Regions from separate parts of the Mus musculus genome. Here region 1 is linked to region 2. Evidence: chromatin contacts called from public promoter capture Hi-C data. All regions are on one chromosome and are shown on one strand. The core of a region is the stretch at or near the end of the contact, and the rest is flanking DNA. Distances in the headings are between cores, read along the strand shown. Region 1 holds the start of Baat (bile acid-Coenzyme A: amino acid N-acyltransferase). Region 2 overlaps Plppr1 (phospholipid phosphatase related 1).

The links. Promoter capture Hi-C pulls out the DNA fragments that hold promoters and counts their contacts.
Region 1: a promoter capture Hi-C map of liver shows a contact between it and region 2, with 5 times the contacts expected there. The contact joins the promoter of Baat here to the enhancer-like site in region 2. A contact is called at or near these places in 5 of 39 promoter capture datasets (embryonic stem cells, liver, pre-B cells and 1 more), 2 of 15 datasets of contacts at CTCF or cohesin (large pre-B cells and pro-B cells), 4 of 484 Hi-C or Micro-C datasets (the AML12 cell line, embryonic stem cells and pro-B cells) and 1 of 115 datasets of contacts at active chromatin or transcription factors (embryonic stem cells).

What each region holds. Positions count from the first base shown.
Region 1 is chr4:49,505,117-49,508,642 of GRCm38.p6, forward strand. Baat (bile acid-Coenzyme A: amino acid N-acyltransferase) reads right to left here and starts at 1,442. Exons shown (of 4, transcript NM_007519.3): 1 at 1,213-1,442.
Region 2 is chr4:49,148,568-49,152,110 of GRCm38.p6, forward strand. All of the region lies in intron 1 of Plppr1 (phospholipid phosphatase related 1), which reads left to right. Among named protein-coding and RNA genes, the nearest start is that of Plppr1, 91 kb to the left of the region's middle. Within about 2 kb of position 1,389, at least 6 of the 459 cell types and tissues checked have an H3K27ac peak or open chromatin away from gene starts, as enhancers often do. A contact at or near this core is called in liver, where this site is marked.

The sequences.
Region 1 (3,526 bases), core at 192-2,691, 360 kb after region 2:
TATGAGAGATAAGCAAAGGGGAAATACTTATTAAAAACTAGGGCCTGAGGGGCTGGAGAGGTGGCTCAGCAGTTAAGAGCACTGACTGCTCTTCTAAAGGTCCTGAGTTTGAATCCCAGCAACCACATGGTGGCTCACAACCATCTGTAATGTGATCTGATGCCCACTTCTGGTATGACTGAAGACAGCTACAGTGTACTTATTTATAATAATAAATAAATCTTAAAAAAAATACTAGGGCTGAATTTCCCCTCAATTCACTGAAAACCACCATGCTACAGTCACAAGAAGTATAACAAATATGGGGACAAACCCAGCAGAAATCCCAGCTCTTATTATAATCAAACTCTTAACACAGAGAGCAAATTTTAATGTAGCCAGAGAAAAGTAAACATTGCAGAGGAAAAGAACAAACATAAAATGACAGTTGGCCCTACCAAAAAGACATTAAACAAAGCAGGAGACAATAACCCCTCAATCACAGTGCTCAAAAGAAAGAGAAAAACAAGTAAATAAAACAAAATGCTCACAATTCCTTACCTATGAAATATACACATCAAACCTGAAGGCTATAGAAAGTAAATCCCAGCCAGGCGCGGTGGCGCACGCCTTTAATCCCAGCACTTGGGAGGCAGAGGCAGCCTGGTCTCGAAAAACCAAAGAAAGAAAGAAAGAAAGAGAGAGAGAGAGAGAGAGAGAGAGAGAGAGAGAGAGAGAGAGAGAGAGAAAGAAAGAAAGAAAGAAAGAAAGAAAGAAAGAAAGAAAGAAAGAAAGAAAGAAAGAAAGAAAGTCCCATGGGGGAATGGAAATGGGGAAAATACATTTTCAGTAAATACTACTTCAAGAAATGAAGAGCAATAACACATTTATTATCTGGGTAAATATAAAGGCCCTTTTCAAAATTTAATCACTTACATAGATACATATGTGAACTTAGGAAAAGTTAAAACTCTATATAGCCTGTTCAAAATAAAAGTTTTATGAGGTTTATCTATGAAATATGACAAATAGAGGAAAATCTGGTAAACATAGGATTCTTATATCACTGTTTTTCAAGTGATGTAAGATTTTCTGCGGGTAGATAATGATAACTTCATGTACTTATCAAGAGTTCGCTGAGCTAAGAGATAATAGATAAGAGAGCTACCAGGCGTCAGAGCAATTCATTAAAGGATAAGCTGCATAGGAAAGGCAGAGGTAGTAATCACTTACAGTAGTTTTACAGCAACCCTCAGGAACGTGGTGTGCTCTAGAGAAGGAGGCCCTGTCGGTCAGCACAGATGCCCAGGACTTCTCAGAGACTCTCAAACCAAGGCTCTGACAACACTGTAGATAATGGAAGAGTTTTTAAAAATGCAGACTATTCGGTCAGAGCTGAGGAAAATATCTTAGTATTTCCCTCCTCAACCAGATATAAGTAGGCTGAACCCAGAGAAGAGACTAAGACCTTGGAACTTGGACTTTGAATAAATGCCTGAGATAAAGATCTAAAAATGAAAGCATCGGGCTTCTAGTGTGGAAAGGCCCTAACAAACTCTGGTCTTTGACAGCAACAGTCCTCTGAAACCACGTCCTTTGCTGGAATGTGGCAGAGAGCTCCTGTGTACCCAGAACTAGGGAGACTGAGGCAGGAGGGAAGTTAAAGCCAGCCTGGGCTACATAGGGAGACTGTCTCAGAAAAACAAGAGTAAAACAACAACAAAAAAGAGGCTGTCTCTGTGACACAGTGTGTGTTATTTCACATGGAAATCTCCAAGGCAAGGGAATAGAATCATCTGGGATTCACTCCTGCACATGTTTGTTCTCAATACTGGAACAGAGCTGGGGACACCAAGGATATGGGAGCCTCCTTGTGGTCTTTCTAGATGATCCAGATTGGGTTTTTCACGTCACAGCTGGAAGGGCAAAAGTTAAGACAGCTGAAATCTATAGTCTTAGCCATTTTATATTTGTGAAGAAGGCATATGGCCCTGTTAGAATTCAAATGAGGAGAAGGAAGCAGAGATTTTTTGATAGTGAGTTAAATAGCAGCAATAAGGGAAAGGGAAGAGGGTATGCTATGTATACGCATGCACTATTCTGTTTATATTTGTACTGCCATCTGCAATCTTTTGGGAATAAAGTCTGCCACAGCAGGAGTAGGAAAAAAAGGGAGCAAATAAATCCGATGAGTGGAAAACAGATACCCTGATGGGAAATTTCAACATAATTATATTTGATTGCATTATGGGGCTGAAGAGACAGCTCTGTGGTCAGGAACACTGGCAGTACTTCCATGGGGAAGAATATTCCTAGCACTCACACGGTGACTCATAACTGTCCGTAACTCCAGGTCCAGATAATCTGATGCTCTTTTCTGACTTTTGAAGCATGAGGCACATAGGTGGTTCATGAATGTACATGCAAGCAAAACACCCACATACATAAAATAAAAACAAAATGAGAAAAAAATAGAGGAATTGTTGAAGAGAGGTATGATGGCTTTTCCTTGTTGTCAACTTGACTACATCTGGAATGTATGAAGGACAGTTATATCATGTTAGAGGTAAGTATGACCTGGTTAAATATATGTGTTGTGAATGTGTGTGGGGTAGTTACATTATGTTTAGGTCTAATTGTGATCTGGTTACAGTTATCATTTTGAAATTAATCATGACCTAAGAAAATATGATTGTGTGCCAAGTTGACAAGAGGTATACTTGTGGTGGCTATTCTTGTTAACTTGATTATATTTGGAATAAGCTACAATAGAGAAATGGAGGGCTCACCTGAGAGAGATTTTCTCCTCCTCCTCCTCCTCTCCCTCCTCCTTCCCCTCCTCCGCCTTCTCCTCCTCCTCTTCCTCCTCCTTCTCCTCCTTCCCCTCCTCCTTCCCTTCCTCCTCCTCCTCTTCTTCTTCTTCTCCTCCTCCTCCTCCTCCTCCTCCTCCTCCTCCTCCTCCTCCTCCTCCTTCTTTTGAAGTTCTAGTCCAGACCTTTGAGGCAGGAAGACACACACATTTGACCTGGCTCTTGAGGAACGAATACACACCTTTAATCTAGGCTATACCTGCTGCTGGAAGTTTACATAAGGACATCGAAAAAGGAAGCCTTTGCTCTTTGCCTATTTGCCCTTGCCTTGTTAGCACATCCATTCCTTCACTGGTATTAGGACATACTTCTTCAGGATTCTAGCATATACTAATGACCAGATGAGACTCACATAAATAATAAATAAATATAGAAAGATATACAATGAATGGTTGGCTGGGGTGGTTCTTACACCACCCCCCACACATACACATACATATAGAGGTGGGGCAGACAGATATGAATAAATGTGAATTATCAGCTACTAGAGAGATGTGCAGAGGATAAGAATCTGTATGTCTCATTACAATCTCCCAGAATTTGAAGAGTTATGATCATGTAGGGATGAAGAATGCCATCAGAAATGGAATCTGTATCTCTACCTCTGTCAAACTTATCTGTAAGAATTTTTCCAGTGAGTCCCTGATAATTAGGCACAGCCCTGCAAGCTGTAGAAT
Region 2 (3,543 bases), core at 139-2,638:
ACTCCTCTTGTTCTATGTGCTATCTTACCCTTGCTTCATAGACTCCTTATATCAGTGCAGTTATGTTCTTTTCAACTCTCCAGTGCTTACTAAAGTACCAGTGAATAACAGGGACAGTAAACTTTTCCACTTTTCAATTACTATTGAGTTAATAGGGGCGTCACTCTCTTCTTTGACTTTCTGCCTAGATTATAAACTACCAGAGACAAAGATAGAGTAGGTCCAAAGGCCCAATGTGTGTTCCACCTTCTCCTGTGATGCTTACAAAGAGAAGTTGCTTTATCAATATCTGCTGAAGAATTACTCGTCTAATTCTTTGGGAAGGTAGAGTGGACCAGTAAACAAAGAACAAGGGCACTGATGTCATCATTTCAACCTATGTGCCCTTGGCAGACCTTGGTAATCAATCACAGCACTCCTCTTTCATCACTATTTTTGAACACAATGTTCTGGTAGTGACTGCCAATCCATCAGTGCTGTCACCCCCGAGATGGACACCAAGGGGACTTCTCTAGATTAAAATTCAGGAGGCCCTGACTGACCTTACTTCAGGCTTTGAACCTGACCTCCCTGTGGCTTTGGGTTGGACAAGACCATGTTAGCAGTTTAATTTCTTATAGGATCCTGAAAAAAAAATAGATTAACTTGTTTCACGTAATATGTTAAAGATAAATAAGAGATGACATTAAAAAAAAAGTATCTGCACAGTTATTTTCCTTTGTTATAAAAGAGTGGGAATGGGAGATTAAGGTCAAATCTGAGGCTAAAACCAGGAATCTTGCCAAGCTGAGCTTCTGTAATAACAGTAATTAATATTTCATTGAGCCCTGTTCTAACTGCTATAAATGTGTTATTTTGTTCTCACGACACCCATGTGACTTGGGAACTGGTGCCATTCCCAGCATAAGTAAGCAGAGAAGTTAAATATTAACCTGCCACATCTCATACAGAAAATGGTGGATCAGGCAGGATAACAACCCTACATAGAGTATGCCTGGATGTAACTAGAGGACGGAGGTCTGAAATTCAGTGGTCAATAGACAGTGCTGTGTGGAGAGCCTTACTGACAGAAAACCTGTGGGCAGGGACTATGATTGATGCAGGTGACCCTGTGGAGAGGGAGGTAGGAGTGGGGATACCAGAGCAAGGCCCCACTCTGCTTTTCCCTTCAGTATCTTTCTAGAATCCCATCAGGAAGCAGGAAGGTGAGGAGTTGGCTCAGCCTAAGGGTGAAAAAGGTTGATCTGGATGTAAGAAGCAGTGGGAACTGGAGTGTGAACTTGACCTGGTTCCAGGATGGAGTCTTTGAGCGTCTGCCTATGTCTGACTAAGTACCTGGTACTTGACTGTGCTGGCCTCAATTTAATGAGGACTGGAATGGCCAGCAAGGGGTTACTCTTTTTCCTGCTCTCATTGAAAAGCACAGCAGGGGGAAGCTGATAAACACAGGAGGGACCTGAGGGTTGTTTTAAATGATCTGCCTTGATTAACTACTCAGTACTTCTTAGAGGTGGTGAAGAAGGTCTCCTTTTATGTTGCCAACTCTTTCAGTTCATTATATTTCCCAACTAGGCTGAGCCCAGCAGTTGCTAGGGATGGCTCTCCAGGTACCTGTAGCATTGTACCCAGGAGCCTGCCTGCCTGCCGATGCTAGACTCTGTACATTCTGCCCAATTGGCAATGCAGGAAAGACTTTCATTTCCACCATTTCCACAGCAAAGCCTCATACAACCAAGAGGCCTGCTCACTCCTGGGGGATAATGTATGGGAGAGAACAGCCTTACATTTACATCTATCTGTGTTCACACATAGCTTCATCAACTTGCATAAATTTAGCCTAAGAGGGCAGCTGTGATCATTGTGGAAATGGAACCTGATTTAAATTACACAATTATTTATTGAGTTCCTACCAGGGGCCAAACACTGGGGTTATGGTGATGAATGCAACAGATGTGGGCACATAAATGCTTTTGAAAATTTTACATTCGGAAGTGCAAATTGCCAGTTGAGATGAAAAGATATGTGTTTTCCCCTATTGGGGAATATGAAAGGACAAGGAATTGAGAGTAAAAAAAAAATCCATAGATGTGAGAGACACAAAAAAACCATATTGTATAATAGCCCCTTTTAGCAACCGTTGCTTACAACCTGCTGGTGAAATGTGTGCATAGACCATATGGCTTATGTGTGTCATGCTTCTTGCCGTATAGCTTGAATATACACTTAGCAATATCCTGTCTTAATGAGAAGATCTCTTGCTTTTTTCTACTCATAGAACTTTTTTACGTTCAGCCAGGAGTGACAATAATAACAACAAGAATAGTGAGTCACTCTATGAGGGTAATCACTTAATGCTGAGTTCTAAATAATCCTCGCTATTTCACTGTGGCTCTTAGATGCCTTTCAAGCCCCTCAAACATTTCCAAAGAATATAAAAGGAGATCCTATAGAATCACGAGCCTTTGAATATTCCTTTGAAGTCATTAAAAACCCAAATGTGGCCCTGTGGCCAGAAGTTAGTATCATCTAGAATCCAAATTCAGATAGGATGATACACAGTCATACCAAAGAGGAGTGGGGGTGGGTGGTGCAGGCTAGTTTTTCTGTCAACCTGACACAAACTGGTCATCAGAGAAAAGGAAACCTCAGTTGAGGAAAAACCTCAGGCTGCAGAGCATTTCTGAATCAGTAATTGATGTGGGAGGACCCAGTTGCTTACGGGTGGCACCGCCCTGAACAGGTGGTCCTGGGTTCTATAAGAAAACAGGCTGAGCAAGCCAGGAGGAGCAGGCCTGGAGTACCACTCCTCCATGATCTCTGCACCAGTTCCTGCCTTTAGGATCCTGCTCCCTTTCAGTTCTTGCTCTGACTGCTTCTACTAATGAACTGTGATACAGAAATACAAGCTAAATAACACACACACACACACACACACACACACACACACACACACAATGCTTTCGGTCATGATGTTTCATCCCAATAATTGGAACTCTAAAACAATGGGCAACAAATACATATTTCCAAGGCCAGGCTCTGACATGGGGTGAGTGAAAAACCTCAAGGAAATCCCTTAATCTCCCTTAAATTGAACTTTAAGTTAAACTGTCAGAAGGGAGTTGGAAGCGTGCAGTGACATGAAGAACCTGGCACATTGTGGGCATTAATCTACCAGTATTCTCATAACCACTGCAGTGTAATCGACTTCTTCTCAAATTGAGTGGGGCTCCCTGATTCCGAGGCTAACTCTTGTTAAGAGCTACTTTACTAGGACTGTCAATGGAGATAAAATGTTCACGTCCAGCAATGATTATTATGGACACATAGGGGAACAATCCATCTGGTGGCCCGTGAGTGAAAGAAAATAAAAGCAACTGCTCAAAGAGGGCTCCGAGTAGACCAGGGAAGCTTCTTAAGATATGATATAGCTGTGACAGCTTTGATTGCTTACTACTGTCTTAGGATACAGGCAGGCAGGGAGGTGTTGAAGGCAAACAGTGACTGCCATGGGCCATGACCCCCAGGGATCTTAGGTAAAACCTC